Linked DNA regions of Mus musculus: all the other regions are linked to region 2. A link is a contact called in public Hi-C and promoter capture Hi-C data. All regions are on one chromosome and are shown on one strand. The core of a region is the stretch at or near the end of the contact, and the rest is flanking DNA. Distances in the headings are between cores, read along the strand shown. Region 1 overlaps Col6a6 (collagen, type VI, alpha 6). Region 2 holds the start of Col6a6 (collagen, type VI, alpha 6). Region 3 overlaps Col6a4 (collagen, type VI, alpha 4).

Evidence for each region. Promoter capture Hi-C pulls out the DNA fragments that hold promoters and counts their contacts. Hi-C and Micro-C count contacts between places; a contact is called where the count stands out from the background.
Region 1: a contact with region 2 is called in a Hi-C map of uterus, with 2.5 times the contacts expected there. The contact joins the enhancer-like site here to the promoter of Col6a6 in region 2. A contact is called at or near these places in 11 of 39 promoter capture datasets (the 3T3-L1 cell line, the C10 cell line, Sertoli cells and 5 more), 4 of 484 Hi-C or Micro-C datasets (liver, nephron progenitors and uterus), 4 of 115 datasets of contacts at active chromatin or transcription factors (the 230-238 cell line, fibro-adipogenic progenitors and large pre-B cells) and 4 of 9 other capture datasets (adipose tissue, embryonic stem cells, liver and 1 more).
Region 3: a promoter capture Hi-C map of trophoblast stem cells shows a contact between it and region 2, with 2.5 times the contacts expected there. The contact joins the enhancer-like site here to the promoter of Col6a6 in region 2. A contact is called at or near these places in 7 of 39 promoter capture datasets (the 3T3-L1 cell line, cranial neural crest, embryonic stem cells and 2 more), 2 of 115 datasets of contacts at active chromatin or transcription factors (astrocytes and embryonic stem cells) and 1 of 9 other capture datasets (embryonic stem cells).

The regions. Positions count from the first base shown.
Region 1 is chr9:105,696,870-105,700,608 of GRCm38.p6, forward strand. It overlaps Col6a6 (collagen, type VI, alpha 6), which reads right to left. Exons shown (of 37, transcript NM_001102607.1): 35 at 1,792-2,463. Among named protein-coding and RNA genes, the nearest start is that of Pik3r4, 56 kb to the left of the region's middle. Within about 2 kb of position 1,267, at least 22 of the 459 cell types and tissues checked have an H3K27ac peak or open chromatin away from gene starts, as enhancers often do. A contact at or near this core is called in Sertoli cells, adipose tissue and uterus, where this site is marked.
Region 2 is chr9:105,826,805-105,830,789 of GRCm38.p6, forward strand. It overlaps Col6a6 (collagen, type VI, alpha 6), which reads right to left and starts at 1,281. Exons shown (of 37, transcript NM_001102607.1): 1 at 1,099-1,281.
Region 3 is chr9:106,042,222-106,046,228 of GRCm38.p6, forward strand. It overlaps Col6a4 (collagen, type VI, alpha 4), which reads right to left. Exons shown (of 38, transcript NM_026763.2): 17 at 2,004-2,057. Among named protein-coding and RNA genes, the nearest start is that of Col6a4, 52 kb to the right of the region's middle. Within about 2 kb of position 2,095, at least 19 of the 459 cell types and tissues checked have an H3K27ac peak or open chromatin away from gene starts, as enhancers often do. A contact at or near this core is called in trophoblast stem cells, where this site is marked.

The DNA.
Region 1 (3,739 bases), core at 17-2,516, 130 kb before region 2:
GGCTTGGGGTTTTCTTTTCTTATTTGAACAGTATGTAGAAGGTTGCTGACTCAGCAGCTTTGCCTCCCTTAGGGAATGTGCTGCTCTGAAGTGGACCATGTCCTGCTGTCTGCTTTGTGGTCGTGCGCCAAATGAGTCACAGACACTTTGAAGGCATCCGAAGCTTCAGAGGGCATCTGGCCAAGTCTATTCTTTAAGCCTAGCACTGGTGCAGCCAGTGGCTCAGAGTAGATGATCAGCAATGAACACTGTGTTGAATGGGCATGACCATGGGCCTGTGGTAGAATTCACTTCCTGCAGCTGTGTTTTAAAGATGGCACTTTCTAGATATCACAGCTTTGGAAATGGAGTAGGCGGCTGTATCACGCTCAGTGTTCAGAACACTCTCTGTGTCTCCCGTGAGTCCCACCTGCTCTTAGCTTAAAACATTTCTGCTTTTGTCCTAAGAGGGAGGGGCTGCCTCATCTGATCATGTGACTGGCATCTGATCATGTGACTGGATGCCCAGGCAGGGAAGAGCAGGAAGAATTCTGGAATACCAGGAAGGAAATTTCAGGGCAAGTCTTACCCTCTCTCCCCCACACTTGTGGGCCATCAAGCAAGCTTCTTTTCGAGTTTACCAGAGACTTACCAAGTGGTCTTTTGGTCAACCCTTATAAAAGACTTCCTTCAGGGTGACCCCTTGCCCAAAACTCCTCTTTGGGGTTTCAGTTCCAGAATCTATGGAAATGAATCTCACTCTGGGGGGCTCACTATTCCCATACCCGTGTTTCTAAAACCTTGTATATGTGTATCCTGGGAGCTCGGGTAAGATACATCATCGGGTGGGGCTGAAGCCTGCGTCTAACCAGCCCCAGCTGGTAGTTGGTGCTGGTCCTAGACTCACACTGAGTAGGATTTGCCATCAACCCCACCAGCAGTCTCTCTGCACTGCTCAGCACATCTGCAGGCTCATCCCACCTCACTCTTCAATACGATGACAGCTTTAGGAATTAGCCAGGCACTCGCACATGCCTTCTTCAACCTGTGCATGCCTGTCTCCTTATCTGCACTCCCTTGGACAAGAGTCAGCAGGCTCTGAAAACAGATATAGTTACCCACTGCCTGTCTGCCTTCAGCCTCATATCTGGACACGGCTCCTCGGCCATCCCTGCTGCATCCAAAATGGACTGCAGATTTCTCAGGACGCCCAGCCAAGAAAAACAGCCCATGCTTGTCTCCTTACAGGCACAGTTATTCTCGTGAGTGAATCCTACAAGGTCATGGAGTTGGGAGAAAGTTATACAAAGCCATGCCTTTCATTCTGACCGATAAAAAACGATATCTCTTTAACACTCCCAGCTCAGACTTTGGAACTTGTCCAAGCAAAGCCAAGAATTGTTTCTGTTTTTCTCTGGCTTCTCTCTCTCTCTCTCTGTGTTAACTGCAGAAACCTCTTACCAAAGGGTAGCTTGTTAGGGTTACATGGCAAGGGAGCCCGAGTCCAGGCTGTGATTTCACACCCCCCAGACTACACCTCTCTGTGCAGACAGATGTGTGGACAGCTGCTTGTTATGATTGCTTCTCCATAGGAACCAGAGGCATAAAAAAAAAATATGATGAGCCAGAAAATTAAATGCTTAGGAACCAGAGTGTCCTCCCTTCCACCATCCATTATTACATATTTTCCTCTCTGACCCTGCAATGCCCTTGAAGACAAACAAGAGGTGTCCAAGCATGCACGCCAGCACATTGCCCTTCTGGGGAATTACGGAGCAGGCTCTTATGTACAGGAACAGTTTTCTGACTTACGCCTGATGGAGTTTATAAAAGACTTCACAAACTTCACACTGTATCCGTGGTCAGGTTTATGAATTCGGCCAAGCTGGATCAAGTGCTGGTCTACGGGGTGGCTGGCCAGGTCTTCCAGTTCCTTGTCATCCCAGTCAGGGCCCAAGGAAAAGACAAAGAGGGCATACCCATGACATTTGGCTCGTAGGGACTCTTTCTTTAAGGTTTCCGCATCCAGGTGGCTGGTTTCCCCAGCAGATATCACAAATATGACTTTGTTTCGTCTCAAATTGGGGGTGTTTAAAAAGACGTTGTCCAGTGCCCACCCGAGGGCATGGCCAAGAAAAGCATCTCCATGCAGCTGCTGGACTGCCTGATCCACGTGTCTCTTCATGAGGCGCTTACTGCTATAGCTGGTTAGGTTGAACTCAGTTCTAACCGGACTCCTCTGGGTGTTGGGTAGGAAGTCGAGGGGGGCATGGCTCAGCAGGGCCACCCTGTCTCCAGTGACAGATGTCTCTGGCTCCGAAGTGATTTCGAAGTGATCTAGCAGTGCCTCTAGAAAGTCTCTCATGTCTTCAAACTCTGCACTTCCCACGTGCCGAGAGCCATCCAGTAGGAATGCAGTGTCCAGGTAGGACTGAATGGGGGGTGGTTTGGCTTGGTCACACGAAGCATCCGGCTTGCATAGATCTGCAAACCAAGTCATTTAGAGTTACTAAGCAGATCGAGACAAAGAGTAGGAAGGTTCTACCTCAGCTATTTGAGCATGCAGGCACTACATAGATTTTGCTCATAAAATAGTTATATCTCTGACACCAAGAGTGAGAGTTTATCACCAAGATGTCCAGATCTGATACCAGGCTGTGAGTCCTTGACTCCATGCTACCAGTTTTTAAATTGTGTTCTATTGAAGTTTAATTTTGACTGTTGTGTGTATAAAGTTTGAAGTGAGCAATTCGTCCTCTGGTGTAAGAACACACTGTGAGAGAACTTCTAGTGCTGACAGTGTGCAGGCTAAACTACGGGCCTTAATCACGACACTAGCTGTGAAAAGCTCATCTGCTTTCAAAATTAAGCTTTAAAAGGCAATGCATCTTTTATTTCAATTTAAGTAAGAGTTCATAACTTCATACCCCTTATAAAAAGTGTTCTTCCATAAAGTGAAGTCATTTTTATAAATATGCCTCTCTCATTATGCATGCATACCATAAGGAAAAAACAGAGAGTGGATTTTATTGAATGTGACCACAATAAATGAATGGGGGGGGGGTATGATAAATTAGAAATGAGAGGATTCTAGAATTCATTTCATCTATTTTCATGGAACCCACTGAAGCAGGGGAGTACATTCATAATGGAGGCACTATATTTTTAGAAGTTTCTGTCAATGGTGTTTCTGACACTTACTTACTTGTTTTATACATGGGTACACATAGCCCAGCATGTGTGTGGAGGCAAAGGAGGACTTTCGAGAGTCAGTTTCCTCCTTCCACGTGAGTCCTAGGGGTTGAACTCAAATCGTCATGTTTGGAGACGGGCCCCTTTACCCCCTGAGCTAGATTGCAGTTTCTTATCGTTAGAGATAAGGACACATGAGGTATAAGGTGGTCCCTTCACCTGAGAGCTGGGATGTCCAGGTTCTGGTCTTATCACATAACTAACATGACGTCACCTCTGAACAAGCCACCGAGTGGCCTCTGTATGACTGATTGTGACTAACTGGGCATCAGGCTGACCCAGATGCTGAGGGTCTGTCTAGTTTGTTAGTAGATGACTGAGGGTAAGAATGGGTTCCTTAGAAACCAAAGGGGAAGTTAGAAATGGAGTAACAAGCATGCAGATGGAAATTAGATATCAGCATGGACCATAAATACCAACTATTAAGTGAACAATCTAATGGCTAGCATGTGGATCCTGTGGGTGTAGCAAACTTTCCATCTTCATGCTTTTTCATGGAATCAATAAA
Region 2 (3,985 bases), core at 31-2,530:
TCACCCTGGCTGCAGGAGATCTGAAGCAGTCCTCAGGTACTGGCACGCACACATTCCCCTTACACACACACAGACACACTTTAAAAATAAATAAATCTTTAAAAATTAAATTGGCACTGTGACTATTGGAGTCTATAGCAGAAAGGAAAAACCAAACCCTTAAGAACAGCTTTCTAGTGTTCTGTCTTGAGTCTTAGGTAATCAGCAACACCCCAATTTCTCAATGATCCCCGGTTCTCCCTGTTGACTCCCTGGCATTCACAAAAGTCCTCTTCAAACATCTCCATACTGATAATTTCTAAAAAGGATCCACAAGAAATCCTATCACAAGAGGCCACAAAGAAACGAACCATTACTTCCTAGTTCCAGGGTTTTCCCTTCCTCTTCTGGCCTCTGGTTGAAATTACGTCCAAGGTTGGTTACGAGCCAGGCAGTCTGGGCTCCACTCATAGTAGAATGTCACTGGGAATTGATTTTTGAAAAGACACGCTTTGCCTGCCTCCCTCATGCCCTGCACCACCAACAAAACCCTGACGTTACCTTTAATAGTTTAGTGTGACACTGGGCAGGGAAACATAGATGCTGTGTACCTGCAGGCTTGCAACGGCTTTGCCTGGTTAAGTGGCTCTGTGTGCCTGCCACGCTCCAGGCCCCATGCTGGATGTGGGAACAAAGTATTGAGCAAGGCACCTCTCATTCCAGGAGAACCCCGAGTATGTGGTGGGGGAACTCCCAACCCAAATCAGGGAATGACTAGCTCATACTGCTGATTCTTCAACACCCTGATGAAGAAGGCAGAAAAGGAGAAGGAGGAGGAGGAGGAGGAGGAGGAGGAGGAGGAGGAGGAGGAGGAGGAGAAAGAGAATGAGGAAAAGGAGAAGGAGAAACAACTAACAGAGCCCATAGAATTCAGCTCACTCTGTCTGGGGTGGATGAAAACCTCCAAAGAGGCACTGTCAAGACCTTTAAATGCAGTTTTTCTTCACCTTGGTCCTTCTCGTAGCCTCTCTCAACTGGCTGATCCACTGCCTCCCCTCACTGACCATTTATTAACTCTGTTCTGTTTCTTTCCCAGCGGACATTGGCTGCTGAACTTACCTCAGGGAAACTTCTACCCAGCCTGGGTGGATTTGAGGAGTGTACACCCAGAGCGCACAGTCCCCAGCACAGGATAGCTTAGCAGCTGGAGAGCAGGGGAGCCTGGATGTGACTCTGCGCGGCAAGGAAGCCTCTGGCCTCTGGGGTCCCGCGGGCTGCAGCTCCCACGCCCCAGGCTCCGCAGATGAATGCTGCTCTCCACGCCCTGGTGGCCCCCAGGGCTCCGCGTGCTGCTCAAGCCTTGGGAAGGTGACAGAAGAGGGAAGGGGGGCGGATTTTGGAGGCTGGCACTATCCCGCCTGTTTCTCTGCAACGTGGACCGCCCCCAAACTCCTGGACTGCAGACCCTGGGGGAAAGTGGAGGGTGGGGACTTTGGGGCGTGCTTGGAGCTTGCCTTCACTCTCTGCGCTGGAGCGCACCAAAGCAATCTCTCTACTTCTAGTACTAACCGCTCAGGAGAGGAATGGGGTGCAGTGAGGTAGTCTAAGAGGTTTCGAATGGTAGAGACTTCTCCCTTCTCCCTGTCCTAAAGCTAGTCACTCTATTCGCTTTCTTTTCATTCATCCAGCCTTGTGCAGTGTAGCACAGATATCTGACCACCTGCTGTGCACCTTGAGTAGGTGCCCAGGCCACAAAACCATTGAAATTGCAACATCTGCTCACTGTCAATGCAGAGACACACTTGGAGACAGAAGGTGAAAGGTATTTGCTGGGTAGGAAACTCAGAAAAGGCAATTCTAGCTCAAGTTTTGGAGATCTGTAGAAACGCTTAATTCTCAAATAAATTCTAAAGATTAAGCTAGAATCTGAGAGTCCCAAACACACGAACGAACGCAAGGAAGGACAAAGGGGGCCATGAGTCCCCTTTGGGAGAACCGGAACTCTGCTTCTCGGAACTTGCTGTGTGGTCATCTTGGGGCAGGGAAGGTATGAAGAGGAGGTAAGTTTGTGTGTGGGCGAACAGGGATGAAACCCACAGCCTAATTCTGGTATAGGTTCCACCTGTTCCATTTGGCAACACAGTGTCAGCTTCACGGAGGACAAGTTCAAGATAGAAGTGGTTTGCCACAGAGAATGACTTAAGCCAGACTATCCACCAGCTGCAACTTTGGCCACACCTTACTTTTTTTTTCTTTTTCTCTTCCTTCCTTCCTTCCTTCCTTCCTTCCTTCCTTCCTTCCTTCCTTCCTTCCTTTCTTTCTTCCCTTAAAGTTATACTTATATATTATGTGTGCATGTCTCTCTGTGTGTGTGTGTGTGTGTGTGTGTAGGGGGATGGGGGAGAGAGAGAGAGAGAGAGAGAGAGAGAGAGAGAGAGAGAGAGAGAGAGAGAGAGAGAGAGAGAGAGAGAGGCTGAGCACAGCTTTATGGAGTTGATTCTCTTCTACCTTGAGTCCCAGGAAATGGAACCAGCAAATGCCTTAATCCACTACACTCTTTTATAAAGAATTATTTATTATATTTTATGTCTGTGAGTACACTATAGCTGTCTTCAGACACACCAGTGTGAACCACCATGTGGTTGCTGAGAATTGGACTGAGCCATCTCTCCAGCCCATTCCACTATACTCTTTAGTCGGGCCATCGGGCTCTTTCTTAATGGTGTATAAAGGCATGAGTTAATGTCCCTCACTGTGTCTCCTGGATCAATCACAGACTTTGTGTTCTTCTCAGAGATTCCACACAAGGATAGGTATCTTCAAAATGGCGGTTCCATACCTCCTGTGGTTGGTCAAGAGGGCAGCTGAGAGGACACTGAATTTGCAACATTAGCAGGTGTCTCATGTGGAAAGAGTTGAGATTTCTGAGTGGCAGTTTCTCATCGATCACCAGCCCACCCAAAGTCACTTGCCAAAGTGTCCTACACACTCCAATGTTGCCCATCCAGTAATTTTCTCATAAAAAGCCCAGTGTGCCAGGAGGGTTTCTGGAAGTCAAGAGCCTGAGACTCCTGGCTCTGCCAGGACGTAATGAACCCCAGGCTCAGCTCATGGCAGGCATGTGAATCTCTTTGACATACAGTTCTGAAGCATCTTGATGCTCTGGATCCTAGGATGTCTAAACTGATTGCACACTGCTTCAAACTGAGACTAGCATTCAAAGAATGGGGTTCCCTCTCCCCACTTAGGTCAGAATGACAGGAAGAAAAGAGGCTCTTGAGCTGTGTAAAAGAAATTAGTTGCCTAAAGTGACCCCAAGTTCTCACTGTTGTGTAACCCATGATTTCTGGACAAGACACACGATGCGCCAATAGCCAGCGGGTCTCTGCTGTACTTCCGGGGCCTTTTCAGGAACATCTGTCACTAAAGGCAAAGTGTGGGTGCCATGTGTGTTTGGATGCACTTTTGAAATCTGTGTCAGTCTCATCCAACAAGACATAAATCACAGCAGAGGTCAAGTTGCTCCTCCACAGACAGCATAGGACTCAAGAACCACCCAGTCCGTTCATAAATCAAAGTTGTGGGGAAGCTAGCTACCATTCACCGGGGGTGGGGGTGGGGGTCTCATATTGACTTTAGAACTGTCTTCAGACCTCAACCCAGCTGGATCTACCCCCTTTAAACCCACAAGCTACCCAGGTCTCCTTCCCTTGGATCTCCCAGGGTCCAATCTTCCTCCCTCTCAGCTCACAGGACCCCTGCCAATCCATCCTTCCCCCTGGCAAACATCTTCATAAGCTGTCTCGCTGATCAATCACTCTGCTGCCCTTAATGATCTAAGCTGTGAGCTTTGGCTCACTGCTGCTACCTAGCATGGCGAGAGTACTGATAGCCGGGGAGTGGGGGAGTGGGGGGAAACCCATATTTAAATTTTGAAATAAAGTATCTACCAAGTATACATAGCTTTTGTATATCATAAAGTCAAAAGAAAATAAGAGGTTGGACC
Region 3 (4,007 bases), core at 845-3,344, 220 kb after region 2:
TCTTGGCCGCTTGGTCCTTTGTCCTTTACACTTCAGCACATCCTGGATGCAGTGGCCAGTCCCTACCCTGTCATTTCTCTACCTGTGTATTCACTTCAGTGGCGATCTTATATCTACTTTCACGATTTCTTGACCAATGTCTGTCTCTCCCCAGGAAAGTCAGTCCTGAAATCCAGAGGTACATCTGTTTTTACCTTCCACTCTAAATTATGTCTGGGTTCCAACAGATGCTTGGTTGATACTGATGATTGACCAAATAAAGGGGAAAGACTCTGTGTTTTTCTCCATTGTGTCCCAGTAACACTTTATTTATACCATTGACATCCTTGATCATGGCAAACCTTGTACTACAGTCTTTGTATAAACTATACAGGTTATTTATTAGCCCTTTGCTAGCCATAGCCAAGACATATTTATTGTTGAATCACTCCCTGTGGGTAGCAAAATGTTGTCTTGGGTAGAAGACACCTGATGGATATTTATTGAATTTATCTCAATTTAACTGAAACATAAAGCTTTTTATGTTAGGGAAGCATGGTGTCCCACATTGTCTCCAAACTATGACCCACAAAGTCCTCGTTTTTAGTTGGACTTTCTAGTTGGAAAGTAAACCTTAATAAAGAGATATGCATTTTAGTTCTCTCCTTCTGTTTCCCTATCAGGAAGCTGATCCACAGCCCTGATCATGCATCCCAGAAATAAAAGCACTACCTTAATTCCACCCAGGGTACAAACAATGACAAGCAAATAAATTTAACCTCCTATGTAAACCTAGCAATAAATAGACATTGACTCTAGGTTTTCATGAGATGGCTCCTCTAGCCAAGTTGGAGTCTATGCTCGATTAGTAATGTCTGCCATGGGCACAGAATAGGAGAAGTAAAGTCCATGCAACAGGTATCTCCCTTCCCCTCTACAGAACTAAATCCAGGACAGGAAACAGAAAGTAATCACCAGCAAAGACACAAAGAAGAGAGAGATCCCTATAAACAGCCAGAGTGGAGGCTTGTGTAGCAACTACTCCTAACTGAAACATTTTATCCTGGAGGAAGGCTACCTTCGATTCAGGAAGCAAGCAACTCACAAGTCTCAGGAAGTTCCTGAAATATCTAAGACTCACAAGGGTTCCCCAAAGTTATGGAAGCAGTAAAGAATGGTGAGGAGAGGAGGTGCTCTGCCATCTGGAGCCTTTGTTTGAGGAGATTCTGTAACCTGACCTATCCAGTTGTCTGCAGTCACGATTAGAGTTGCAGGGTTACGGTCTCTGGGAGTCATCATCATGCAGTGCTGGGCCTTTTGGTAATACAGTTAGTTTCTTTTTAATCATGCATACCCCATAAGTAACCTTTCACCCAGACATCTGTAAGTGACCCCAATAAACTCAACATTTCACCAAGCAGGACTCTGAACTCTGGAAGAATCGTTACTTTGGTCTGTCCTTGGTTTGCTATCTGGAGTGAGGAGGCATTGGTTCATGCCTCCCCAGGAAAAGTCTCCCACAACATCAGAAAAACTATCATGAGAAAGAAGGAAAGGGAACCAGACAATCAAAAACAAGTCAGTGTTCAAATGAGCACTGAGGACGGAAACGTGGAAAAGGCATGCATGTGGGGAGTGGCAACACCAACATGGACAAACACACAGGGGCCGGTAAGCATGAGGAATGTTCTAGAGGCAGAGACTGGTATAGTTTGGCTGGGAGGGAGGCTAAAGGGTCCTGGTGGGAGACTATGTCATCAGTGACAGGGACCCATAAAGAGCTTATGAGTCACAGAGTGACCCACTCACGGTACAAAGCACACGGGTTAAGTCCTACATTCAGCAACTAGGTTCATAATCCACCCTTCAGGTCCCAAGCAAAGCTTTCAAAGGGTCATGTGAATTACTGCCTTTCACACTCAGACTCAAACAAAACCACTAGATGATTCCTTCCAACTGCTTAAACTGCTGCTGTCTGATAATGCATCAGAAAGATGACAGAGAAAAACACCCGCATATTTTACCCGACTGCCGCTGCTTCCTTTCTCTCCAGATGGCCCTGCGGCTCCACGATCGCCCTAGGAAAAGAAAAAGAAAATAGACAAGGCATCTTTATCCTATTAGTCACTCTGGAAGCTTTCTTTGTGTCATCTTACATTCTAGCCAAGAGTGAGAATGTACATTAGCACCCTTGGCAAGAGGACAGATCAGGGGCCCTGAGTAACTCTCACACCAAAAACAATCTCAGTTACCAGATTTCATACGTTAAGATGACAAATAAAAAGAAATTCTTAGTGTTCTCAATGAAGAAAAGGCAGATAGCATTTTAAGAGAATCAATTAGAACTTCTTGAACTGGAAAAAAAAAATGAGTGGATTTAAAATTCTACGGGCATGTTAAATCGCAGAGTAAAGTCAGAAATAGTAAATTAGAAACCAAAGCTTAAGAATGTAAATCTTAAATCTCTGTATTTTCTCCGTGGTCTTAGGTGACCCCTGAGAAAAAGCTGTTCAACCCCCAAAGGGGTTGCAATCCACAGGTTGAGAACGGATGGAACAAAGGAAACAGATGCTATGCTCTGTGTCTCACATGTCTCTCGAAGTCTACGTGATGCATCTGATCCCAGCGTGTGGGTGCGAGGAGATGCTGTGGACCTTTAAGAGGTGTGACCTGGTGGGAGGTCCTCAGGCCACCAGATCGAACCCTTGAAGGGAACCCTGGGACCCCAGCCCTTTCTTCTTTTCCTCCTTCTTCCCAATCATGAAGAGAGCAGATCTTCCCACCACACGCTCCCCAGAATTCTCTTCTGGGGTTCCCCCATCGAGGGCTTTGGAGAAAGGGGTCCACCTAACCACGGACTTGAATCTTAAAATCATGAGCCAAGAAAATGAGCCTTTTCTCTCTATATGCAAATCAACTTGGGTATCTCATTATTGGACAGGAAGCTGACGAATACAATACCGAAGCTTAAAACTTCAATAGGGTAATTTTCTACGGATTTTCTAAGATCTGTAGAAGGCATAAATAGATCCAAAGGCTTAACAAGTTCCAAGCAGAATAAATAACATGAAACCTACACCTGGAGACGTCTTATTGAAACTGTCAAAACTAACAGCAATGGGGACTATTTTAATGCAACCTGATATATATTTTTGAAATGCTGCTTGCTGAGAGATAATTATTTTGACAGCTTCTTAGAAGTAATAATGAAAAATCCAAGGCAAAAGAAGACAGAAACTAAGAAGACATTCTCAAAGTGCTGAGAAGGGACAACTCTCAAAACAGAATTGTTTACTCAGTGAGTTATCTTTTTTTTTTTTTTCTGAACTAGAAAACATAAAATAAAGAGATTGCAGAGAAACAAAAGCCAAGGGAGTTTACAATGAGCCTGACCCTAACGGAAAGTCTGCCAGTTGTTTCTTGTTTTGTTTCATTTCACTTTGTTTCCATTTTTAAGATATATACTATTAAAAGGAAGGTATCTGTGATGCTAATAAATGTGGGAGCAAAGCTAAAAGAAGACCAGCTCTATAGGACAACTTGGACAACAAAGCTGGGGCTGGAGAGACAGCTCAGCCGTGAAGTCCTCTTCCACAGGGCCCAGGTTTGGTTCACAGGACCCACGTGGTCCTTTCTGCTCAAGTTATCGAGAATGTAGAGCCCACTTCTGGCCTCCACAGGCACCTCCATACACGGGCATGTGTTCACACACACAAATATAAATCTACTTTTTTAATGTCTAATTGCTGGAACTTAACAAAATATAAGACAGAAATGAACTTCAGGATCATGACAGGCAGCCTGGGAAGGGGCAGACTAAAGTTAAGGGCCCATGTATTGGGTGGATGAGGACAAACAGCTCAGTTTAAACCCTGCCAAGTGTGCACAGTAACAGGACCAGTCAGGAAACGCTGTCTTCACTGTAACAGTATTGATGCCAAACTAAGATGAGAACAGATGAGAGGCCTACTTGTGGTAGAGTAAGCAAGAGGGAAGAGGGGACGTAGGAGAGGAAGGTGAATAAGAAT